2 separate regions of the Anas platyrhynchos genome follow, and region 2 is linked to region 1. The links are chromatin contacts, called in public Hi-C maps. All regions are on one chromosome and are shown on one strand. Each heading gives the region's core, a stretch centred on a gene start, on an enhancer-like site or on the middle of the called end of the contact. The rest is flanking DNA. Distances are from core to core; before and after follow the strand shown.

The links. A called contact is a pair of places that touch in the nucleus more often than the background predicts.
Region 2: a Hi-C map of liver shows a contact between it and region 1, with 2.3 times the contacts expected there. The contact joins the enhancer-like site here to the promoter of PLCD1 in region 1. A contact is called at or near these places in 3 of 8 Hi-C or Micro-C datasets (liver, skeletal muscle and subcutaneous adipose tissue).

Annotation. Positions count from the first base shown.
Region 1 is chr2:154,666,566-154,672,198 of IASCAAS_PekinDuck_T2T, forward strand. PLCD1 (phospholipase C delta 1) reads left to right here and starts at 2,447. Exons shown (of 15, transcript XM_072033872.1): 1 at 2,447-3,017. The coding sequence starts at 2,984.
Region 2 is chr2:154,757,328-154,763,157 of IASCAAS_PekinDuck_T2T, forward strand. No RefSeq gene overlaps it. Among named protein-coding and RNA genes, the nearest start is that of VILL, 4.0 kb to the left of the region's middle. Within about 2 kb of position 3,829, at least 3 of the 8 cell types and tissues checked have an H3K27ac peak or open chromatin away from gene starts, as enhancers often do. A contact at or near this core is called in subcutaneous adipose tissue, where this site is marked.

The DNA.
Region 1 (5,633 bases), core at 1,197-3,696:
ATACGCACAGAGGAGTGATGTTTAATTTTAATCATACTGAACTCTCTCCTTCAAATCCTAGTTTGATCTCAAAGATCAAGGGCCTCAGAACTGTTCATGAACCTGCTGGTGGATAGAGTTTAGGAGGTACATTCAGACCAGGGAAGAAGCGATCAGAAATTCAGACAGCTTTTTAAAAATAAGCAGTCAGTTGCAGCCTATCTTATCTACGCATTTTGTTAGAGAACAAATTGCTCTCTAAGGACTCCAGATGATTTCTTTTTTTTTTTTTTTTTTTTTTTTTTTTCACCAGTTTTAAACTTGCCACTCAGCTTTGATGCAGGCTTAACTAGGAAAAGGGCAGTCCCCCTAAACACCTTGAGCCTTTTGGATCAGCCAAAACCCAAACCAGAAAGGCAAACAGTGAGGGCTGTGATCCAAAGTGGGGACCAGGGACTTGATTCAGATAGGATTCTTATATTTTCCTTTTATTCTTAGGGGTATTGTTTCAGGATTTCTGCAGCTTATAGGAGCCCAATTGGTCCTCATGTAATTTTGGTCTAATTATTATTCTGTGCATATATTTGTTTCAGGAATGGAGAAGAATGGGAAATCAAGTGTGTATGGTGTGCATGCAGAAATATAGCTAAAAAGACTTTTGCCTTGAGAAAATAGGGTCTGATGAGACCAGTGCTGTATGATCTCAGCTTCGGTGTGTTTGCTGCAGGGTTTTGCTGGCTCTGATGGTGGCTGCTGTACTTTCTGATGAATGCCAGGAATGCAAGGCTGCCTGCAAGTGCTAGGCATGCGCTGAGCACACATCAAGCCTGTCACGGATTTAGGAGTGGTGATGCTTAAGCTTAGGATGGCAGGAAGGTGCCGCAGTGAAAGCAGCTGTAATAGTGATACTTCTGGACAGGTATGGGAGTGGGAAGAGTGGCGTAATGGAGAAAAGTGCAAGGTTGGACAAAGTTTTGTGAATCCTCCTGGCAGGCACTATTTCTGCCCCCACTTGCTCTCATCAAGAAGGCAGCATGGCAAGGAGGATGCACTGGCAGATGCGGTGGGGTAGGCGCAGAGGATCCTCAAATCTCAAATCTCACACCTTCAGATCTCAAGGTTTGATGGCAGGGAAGCTCAGTCCCTCTTGAAGGTGCCCTGTCCAGCCCAAGGAGGCCAGCACAGTCGTGATGGAGTTCACAGTGTTGCAGGGGACTGCTGATCCTATCTTGGTGCCACTGTGCCCTGTACTGTCGTGAAGGGGCACTATCCAGACCATGATCTTAATTGTTTTTGGGGCTAACAGCTTGCTTACACCTCTTTACTTTGCTACAGGGGACACAGGGGGACTGGCAGGTATGTCTTGAAGTGAGGCCTGGTGCTAGGCAGCGTGAGGATGCAGCAGGGTGTGATATAGAGAAGGGTAGAGGAGTGACTATAATGTTATTTCCTGTCACCGCTTTCAAACTGTTTGCCCTTCTCTGCTTCTTCTCCCTTCTGAAAACTCTAACACCTGCATCACCACCGCTTTACCGGAGTTTCCAGTCTGGCTGACTCACCTACCAGCCTGTCCAGCAGCCGCTTCCCCTTCAGCTGATAGCGTGATGGGTTTTGGTGGTGTCCTCTGGAAACCCCCCTGCCCTGGGGCTTTTAAGACTTTACAAGGATTCTTGAGACACCCTGGCTGCTTTCCTGCTGTCCTCACTGCCAAAATATTTGACCCTGTCCAAGCCAGTATCTCCTTTATTTTTTTATTGTGGGTTTGCAAAAGGGATGCTCCTTCCTGGGTCCTTCAGAAAGCATCTCACTTGTTTGCTCTTATGCTTTGTGCTAGCATGGAGGAGTTTTGCTATATTAAGGCAGTTTGGAGGGCATAAAATTAGCTGAAGTCTGAGCTCTTGAAGGAACAGCTCGATTCCTGGCAGGGATGGGCAAGCAGTCCTAGTCCCAAAGTATTTGTCACCAGGTGCACCCCAGAGCTGTCACTGTCAGTGAGGGACTTTTCCCTTCTGTCACCGGAGCTGCTGTGCGCACAGCTGCTGAGGAGCAAGGACTTTGAATCCTCTGACAGCTCCATCGATTGCATTAAGATCACCTAAATAACCAGAAATAAAAATAAACAACAGAAAAAAAATAATTAAAAACCTCCCTCAACCACTCAAGTAGATGGCCACTTTATTTTCCCAGTGTGGATTCCCTTTCTTTCCCTCTCCCTGCTTGACAGCATCATCTTTTTCTCCTTTAAAAAAGGAAAAAAAAAATGTAATCTATTTTAAGAGCAGGGGGCAGGGCAGAGGAAAACAGCTCGGCTCGGTACAAGCCTCAGGGCAGCGAGGAGTTTTTTCTGCTTTCTGCCTCGCTGTCTCGAAAGGAAAGCTTGCAGCTTTTTGTCTGCTTTTGTGGTTACAGCGTGTCCGCCAGCAACTTCTGAGCTGTTTTGTTGCATTTTTTTCTCCTTGTTTTGTTGCGTTGTGTCCTGAGAGATGCCTACAAGCCCTTTAAACCCCAAGCGCTGCCTCGCATCTCACGGCCCTTCCCTTGGGTTGGGGACAGATTCGAGCGCTCGGCGTCTTCTGGAAGCCTTGCCGGAAAGGAGCGGAGCGTGTTTCAGCGTTTGTGCCAGCAGCAGGAACAGAAGCAGGGCTTGGAGCTCCAGCAGGAGCAGGAACAGGAGGCTGGCCCCACAGAGAAGGCCAGCTTGCACAGGGAGGAGCCAGGGCCGGCGGTGAAGCTGGGGCGCTTGGCCTCACTCGACGCGTTGGGCAGGCGGCGGCGGCGTGCGGATGCGGGAGGGAAATCAATGAGGAGTCATAGCGAAGACGGCTCTCCAGCCAAGGGGAAGGAGCAGGCCTCGCCGAAGGGAGCTGACATTTGGGGATTACTGGAGGAGGGAGCACGGGGGAGCCTCGCGGCTCTGGCTGCCAGCCCCAGCCGGCGCTAACATCTGGGCACAGCTGTTTGCCGGAGCCCTTTCCGCGGCCGCCCCCCGGCTCGTTTCGCAGCCATGGAATCGAACGGCACCTTCCTCGCCTGCAACAGTAAGTCTGTGCAAACGTCCTTGCGTTTCAGCCCTTTTATCTCATGTGAGAGCTTGCTTTTTTCCTCCTCTCTCCTCCCTCCCCCTTTGCCGCTGCAGTTCTCTCAGTTGGAAGCAACGCGGCGTTTCAATCAGCGTTACGGGGGAGAGGTGACAGATTTTTCTCTTTTATTAGGGTTAGATGTGTTGCTCGGAAGGGTGTCTTGGCTGATCAGCGTGTGCGAGCCCAGCCGGGCTGATCCAAATCTCCTCCCCTTTATGGTGAAACTGGGAGCGGGACAGATGCTCAGCGGAGTAAATCAGGCTCAGGGGAAGGCAGCAGAGCCAGGATAACTCTCTTCGGCTCAGTGTCTGCCACCCAAGACTCTGTAAATACTCTGTAAAATACAAGTAATGTTTCTAAACAAAAAGAAATCCTCTCAGCCTTGACAGCAAGTGAGATTTAAGAAGTCTTGATCAGTACCAAGCTGAGGAGGCTTGTCTGATAGGCAGGGTAATGAAATATGCCTTATTCCCTAGTCTGACGTGTATATGTCGATCTGTTACCTCTTCATTGTGTTTTATTCACTCTGATGAGCAGGAACAGCTCAGGACTTGAAATGGGCAAAGTCTATGTGCTTATTTGTTGTTCTTGGGATAGGTGCTTTCTTCCTGTAGATGAGCTATAAATAAAAATAAATTGATAGATCGATCTGTGATTGACTGTAAACAGAACCAGGTAGCATTGCCAAGCAAAATGTGAAAAAAATCACCCCCAGGCTCAAGAAATCTTCCCTCTGCTTTTCCCAGAACCTAGAAATCAGGCAGGAAGGTGAAACTGAGGTTAATGCTAAACTTTGTGTAGGTATCTCATTCATTATAGAGCCACTGGGGAAAGAAAGCTAGGAAATACATCTGGAACTATTAAAAGCTTTCCTAATCTGGCTTGTAGGTCATTTTTCAGTGAATATTACTTTTTTTTTTTGTGTGTGTGTGGTGTTAGGGACCGGGAAGAATTCAGTGTCTGTTTGTTATTCTATTTTCTTGTCTCAGACAGAAAAATAGACAAGTATGGAATGAGCTGTGTGCTTTCAGAAAACTATTTGCTGAAATTCCTTGGCACATACGTGCACAAGTGCCAAAGTCACTCCGAATGCCAGACTTCTTAGACAGGAGAGGTTGCTCACGTGCTGGTTACTTAGCAGGATCAGACTTGTGCTGCTCCATTTGTCAGAAATTTCTCAGATACTGTGGTTTATAGCTATGTTTTATCTTTGGCTTGGTGTTTTGAAGCTCAATTTATCCCTGTCCCACATGGACACAACTGTGTTTGCTGTGTCAGAATTAACCACAGACACTCGGTTCCATCCCAGCACGCAGTAAGAGACCCCTGGGATGTCTTCCAGTAGCAACTGTTTTGATGAGAGTTTCCGAAAAGTTTGTAGAGTTTTGTTTGTTCTGTCTTTGGATGGAGATCTGAATCCTGGGATGAAAACTGAGTGTGCTCTCTTGTCCGTAGACCCGTGTAGCTGCTGTGATTTAGTGGTCTGTGCCTTTTATTCTGGATGTGTTTGATTCAGCTGTATGGGCTTCTTGGTGCTTTTTTTTTTTATAAAAGGTCATCTGCATTTATTATACAATGGATCTGCCGGACTCTGTGGGCTATTAATAAGCTTTCTTTTGCCTCATGAACCTGGCATGTATGTGAACTGGGGGTCCTTGTGCTCACCCAGATTGTAGAATAGCTAATTTGTGCTATGCCTTATTCTTACACACTGACCTCTTCATCCCAGACACTGTGCACATTGTGCGGGGAATGCCAGAGCCCCGTTACAGGAATGCCTTCTGCCACAGCCCAGGGTGAGAGTCAGCAGGGAGGGGCTCGTAAAATCCTACAGAACAGGCCGTTTCCTTGTTTTTCTGTCAGCCGATCCCGAGGACTAACTTCTCTTGGGTTTAGATTTCCAAATGAATCATCTCCACCTGCCCTTCGAAGCTGGGAGTGCTGAGAAGGCGCCTTCTGGGCTTCACCCTCCGTGGGTGGAGGTGATGCTGCTTGGCATCAGCTGAGATCTGCTCCGGAGCAGCCGGTGCCTTTGATCTCCTTTCCTGCAAACAAGATACGCCTGGCACACCTGGATTGTTGGAGGTTGTGCCAGATGCATGACGTGGGGTTTTTTAAAGCCACAACTTTGCCAGTAGTGCAGGAGAATTTGCCATACTGGCGCTGCTCGGTGCATTAAACATGCAGCGTTCCCTTTTTGCACAGGACAAGTCAAAGTCATCTTGGAACTTTTTTTATTTTCAATCAAAAACTGCTAAATGTCCAATCAGAGCAATGCTTTTTAAATAAAACTAAAGCCCTTAATTGGTTTTAAGACAATGCGCAAAGCCCCAACATCAGGCTCAGAAGCAGATGAGTAGAGCCAAAAGACGCTTGTGGAAAAATAGATTTTAAAGAAGAAATGAAAGAGGAGGAAGAAGGAAATGCAGTCACTTGGAAAACTGCTGCAGGTAGCAGGGATGAAAGGACACTGCCAAGTACAGGGAAAAGCAAGAGGAAGAGGTGTGAGGATGGGGTGGTTTGTGCAAGGTCAGGAAACTCAGCCAACTGGACAGGCAGCTCTGGGAACCGCAG
Region 2 (5,830 bases), core at 2,579-5,078, 92 kb after region 1:
CATTAACTTAAAATGGACATGCTGGATTAAACCAACACAGTTTTCACAGATCTTGTCCAAACGAGCCACCTCAGAGCTGAGGAACCTCTACTGGGAAGAGTACCCAAAGTACTCGTGACGTTTGGTACAGACCAGCGGGCCACTAATCACGATGGCTGCAGATCAGGGTGCAGGCTGAACCTGCTCGTTCACCCTGTGTGTGCCCGAATTTGAGAGGACCCTTTCAGAAAACTCATGGTTTCACAGCTGAAGATGCCAAAATCTCAGTGAACGTTTTGTCCCTTAATGTCAGCAGGTTACAGCTCACAAAATCCGTAACAGCCTTCACCTTGCGTTTTTGATTCTTTTCATTCCTGAAAAGTTCATGCGGAATAATTCATGTTACAGGGAGCAGAGGGATGATGTTTTGGGTCTCCCTCCAACCCAAAGGAGATGGGGACCTCCAGCAGGGCCTGCCTTTACCTTAGGAGTCAGCCCCAAGCCCTCAGCAGCTTCAATGGTCATACACCTGGCTGTGGTGGGAGATAATAATAATAATAAATAATAATAAATAATCTTGGTGAGCTGCTAAGGAGCCCAAATCTGTAGAAATATATGTACAGCAGTTTAGAACAGTCGGTGCCAAGGGAAAAGGAAATGTTTGTCGTAAAATATGGGCTCATTCAGCGCTGAGCTGTAGGCACTTTTGCTTCCTGCTGATTTTGGTCATGCCATGGGGTTACGAAGCAGAAAACATTATTTCCAAGCAGTTTAGCTTGATACTGGTGGAAAACAGAACGGCCTGAGTTTTGTAACCATACATAATCTGAGCTGTTCCCGTCCCAGCTACGTTTCACACATGCGTGACCTGATGCAATCCTCTTCTCATCCTGAGCCTTGACCTGGTATTCCCAGAGCTCAGAGACCTTGTGGTTAAAGGATATTTTCCATATGTACAACTGGCAGATGAGGCTGATTTCAGTGTCCCAGTGCAAGCTTAAGACACTGAAGACATTGTCATAGGGGCGTGCTTGGGGAAATCAGAGAGTACTGGGAGGAAGACTCTGCTGAAGCACACGATCAAGGTTTGGCAATGTAGTGGCCCCCATCTGCCTCACCCTTGGCCACCCCAAGTGCCTGTGGACAAGGTTAACATTGTGCATGGGGAAGCAGGCTCTGCCAAGGACGTATTTGTCAAATGACACGTTGCAAAGGTATTTCCACCCCGCTTTCGGGTACAGAGCTCCGGGAGGAAGAGGGAAAGGCCAAACCCTGTGGGTGAGATAACACGGCAGGGGCCTCATACTTTGGAGAAGTGAGGGATGGAGAAAAAAAAACACGTACAAGAGGGCAGTGCAGGGACCCATTGCTACCTATATCAGGTTAAATGACTGGTAGCAGCCAGGCACTGCATGGATTTCTGAGAATGCTGCAGGAGAGCTTTCCTTGACCCAAAATGTGATATTTTACTACAGGTTCCTCACTCAGCATCCAACCCATGAGCAAGGCAGGGCCGGAGGACAGCTAGGAGGGATTGAGAACCAGCCTCAGGATTTGGCCCTGCTGCCTGCAAGGGGAGGCACTTGGCCGTGGGGGAAGGCGAACGCAGCTTTGCTCTTTGGCCTGGCGGGTTCGGACCGGTGGAGGTCAGGGCTCGGAATGGAAAGTATTTCTCAGGGTAAATCTCTGCCAGATCCAGCTGACACGGCAGCACGGAGCTGTCTGTGCTGGGCAGCGGTGTGCTGGTTAATGGTTAACTGCAGCAAATGGAAATGTCTCGGGACCAGGGAAGGTGCCTGGGCACTGGGTGAGGAGCATTCCCGTGCAGGGCTGTCTTGCACCGGCCAGAACAAAGTGGTCTTTGGTGGCAGTGAGTCCTCCTCACCTCAGCAGGCAGCTCTGGGCACACGGAGATGCCTCCATCCCTCGGACGAGCCCTTCCATCCTGGCTCTCGGGCAACGGAGCCCGGCACACATCGGCTCCCACAGGGGCAGGACGGGCCAAACTCTCTCCTCCCAACATGGAAGAAAGGAGTGGCTGTGGCAAGCCAAGACTGAAGGGTAAATGCTGAATTCAGGCAGGAATAGCTTGGTGGGAGCTCTGGAAAGCTGGTTTGTCTTCCTAGAGCCCACAGCTCGCAGCAGGCTGAGACAGGAGCAGTACCTCTGGCACAGCCAAACCTGTACTGGTTGCTCCAATTTATTGTTTGGCAACCTTGGTGCAAACCCCATTTTAAGCCAGCTATGATAGGATGAGAACTGCGGATATGAGGCTCATATTTCCTTAGGCTCATGAGGGAAAGTCCCCCTTGCAAAAGAAAAGGAGAGAGGGCCAGAGATGGTGTCACCTTCCAGCACCACAGCAAGGTCTCCCAGGGCTTCTGCTCAGGCTCAAACCCCTCTTCTACATCTTAAAATATCTACAGGTGATCCTTGGAGGTAGGAGGCACAACTCTTAAGTCTCTGCTAATAAGGAGAAACACCTCAGCAATGATACCTGCCCTCACCGCAGCGACGTTGAAGGACGTGGCCATACCAGCCCTCCCCTGGCCTCGTTGTGTGAGCACTGACCACTACCGAAGGCTTTGCAAGGTTCTGTGATGCACCAAATTTTGTTTTCCAAAATTATATTTGGAAAGATGTGGAGGAAAATCCTCAGGGAGCTGCTCCTCACCTTTGGGAGGTCAATCAGTTTTGCTGGCCCTGCCTGGGGGCACGGGGGGCACGGGATCCTCTGCTCTGTTCCCTTCTCCACTTGCTCGCTCGTGCCAAGAATTAACAGGTGTGCTGAGCAAACAGGATGGCCCAGGTGGGGCCGTGCGGCGTGGCATGGGCAAACAGAGGCCCTGGCAGCTTTCCAGAGGGAACGGAGAGGAGGAATGCGGCAGTGGGGCCCCAGCACAGATCCGGCCATTTTCAGGGCATTGCCTCATCTGGGGAGGCTTCCAGAAGGCCCCCAGACCCCTCACCCCATGTCACCGTCAGACCCTACCCCTAATGCAGGTGTGGAGTTTGGGCATCAGATGTCCTTCAGGTCATTGGCTGGGTGCCTGCTAGGATGGATGAGGTTTGTGCTTCCATTTTCTACTGCTTCAGAAAACGGCTCTGTTTCTCCAGAAAGCCAAAAGGCTTTGGGGAAGCACTCCGTGTCAACTTGGCCCTTTAAGGAAAGAGATGGAGAACCTAAAGGGGTGAGCTTCAAGGCAATGCGGTGATCTATACAGAGTCTAACCCCGGGGGAATGATGTGCAGGAGAACCGAGCTATTGCATTCCTTTCCCTGAGTGTTTTCCTTGGTTTTACATAAACTGCAACCAGCTGAGCTGAGGTTCGGGGCTGTCAGCTGTTAATAACCCTTACTAAATTACCGACTTCCTTTAGAGATCTCAAATCCTGATTCAGCCCTTTACAAAGCAAGCGCAGACACCTAAACTGATCCTCCCAGGGTGAGCGATTGTGGGAGCCTGGCCCTGTGTTTACCTCTCTCACGTCAGTCTTCAATCAGTAGCAGGGAGATGGATAAGGTCTCCCCAGCAGTATTAATGTGGGAACTGAGTAATAAAGGCCTAAATAAGCCCAAATCACCCAAGCACCAGCCTGCTGACTTGGTCACGAAGGCGAACCTCCTCCTAAGTGTCCTGTCACCACTTAGTCTTCAGTCCTCAGCCGCAGCACGGAGCAGATGTTCCCCTAGGGAGAGCAGAGCCTACCTTGACGGGGAAGAGAAGGAGGAGAGGAAGGCAGAGAGCAGGGAGGAGCAGCAAAACCAAACATCCCTACCAACCGGCCAGCCCTGCACATTGCCGTACGGATAGCTCAGGAATTTCACAAAACCTCAGGGGCTCTCTCGCAGCCCTAATGAAAACCGTCTGAAACCCAGCGAATTCCAGCACGCTTTGGTCAGGGTCATCGAGCAAAGCCTCAGCAGTTTCCAGCGGCAGCTGAATCCAGCAGAAAGCAGACATTTCACAGCAAGGACTGCACACGCAGGGAAGGCAGGGCCGTGCCAGCACCAGTTAATGGCTGTGTGACCATGGCAGCCCTTGGTGGAGGAGCAACTTGCTCATGTCGTGGTGCTCACATCCCCGGAGATCCTGGGGTCTGTCCTGGCATGGGAGTTGCACCATGAACAAGTAGGATGGAGAAAAGGAGGTTATTTATGCCTTTTGGGCCACAATTACATGGGAAGCCTGTGCACAAAGCAGAAAGTCGGTGTGGGTCCCCAGCAGTTTGCAGGAGACATGCCCCGGTGGCAAAGGCTGCTGGAGCTCTCACCCTCACCATTTATTTTTAGCATTCAGGCAGACCAGTGGTTTTATCTACTGTGGGAAACCTGACTGCTTGCGTCGGTGACTATACCTGAGCGCCCACAAAATCACCCCACCCTCCCTCCCAAGCTTAATTTTTAATCCCTGTCATTTCGGCGACCTGGCTGCTGCTGTGACTCCCCAGGCACCCTCTGCTGAAATCCCAAAGCCCTGTCCTTCTGCCAACACAGCAGTCACCCCCATGGAATCAGTGTCACAGCCAATGGATTTCAAACCCTAGTAGACAAAGGGGTCAAGCTGCTGATCCCCAGGACCTGCAGGCAGCAGCAGGACCGTGTCTGCAGGGCTGCGGGCATGGCAGGTAGCTGAGGCTGGCCGAGCTATTGTTTGCAGGAATGCAGCCCTCTGTATGCCAACCAGGAAGGAGCAGGAGAAATGAATCGCCCTCCGGGCTGAGAAATTGTCACCCTGTTAAATATCACCCCTCCCTGCCCTTCATGGTCCCCAAAGGGTGCTCAACTTGCTTCATTACCCCCAGTGAATTGACGTTGAACACGTCATGGTGCTGGAAGGAGCTCGGGTGGTGCTGGGCACACCTCTGCATGGTCTGGGGACTTCTCAGCATCATCTCCACCTGCCTCTTGCAGATCAGCCCCAGGAACACAAATAGGATGTTAAGCAGGTGGGCAGAACCCACAGAGATTTTCTGGTTTTCCCCTCAAAAGATGGGAGATGAAAGGCGTGAAAACTGTTTGAGGGAAACAACTTGGTTTGTGCTGTTCTGGTTGCTTCAATGATTGCAGAACTCCTGCAGCTGTGTTTTAGGCAACATCAGGGCCTGGAGAGTTAAATCTCTTTGTCACTAAAGATCTTCAGAAAGTCAAAGCCAGAGGTGAAGCCCAGCTCTCCTGTGTCCTCCGCACAACCCATGGGGCCGTACATCACACCTAGTTGCAAGTTTGGGTCCAAGAAGCAATAGGACCCAAGCTGCCACCCCAGCTGCCACCAAGCTCTGCACGAGAAGATCTGATGGTATTCCCCAAAACCCACCCATTTTGAGGAAAAACCTCGCCCCGAGGCTGGTCCACCCAAATCTTCTGGAGTGCTTTGGCTGTTAGCCATGGCAAACATCGACACCGCCCGTCCTTACAGGGTCAGAGCACTGACACATGTGAGCTGAGAGCATTTTCCCGGGCGGTTCCAGTCACCAATTCAAACACTAAGCAAGAAACCCGTGTTCCTTCCTTGTGGGATTTCTACTACAAGGGAGAGGTCATGCTCGGGGAATCCTTGTGCAAATGAGCAATGCCATTCCACTTCTAGCCAAACCTGCTCGGGGATGGGCGATAAAGAGATGCCGGGGAAATGATTGCATCACTGTGCACTCAAACATGGGGTTTCTGCCCATTTCTGCGTGGGTTTTGCCTCGCCTGGAACCAAAAGCATTCACAAAGAGGGCGGAGGAGTTGGATAAGAGGCTCTCCTTCATCTCCTGTACTGACCTTTGCTTTTAGGAGGTTTTCTCTCCCCACTGAGGATCCGGATGGGCTCCTTTTGCTGGAAGACGTGCTGGGGAGGACTTCT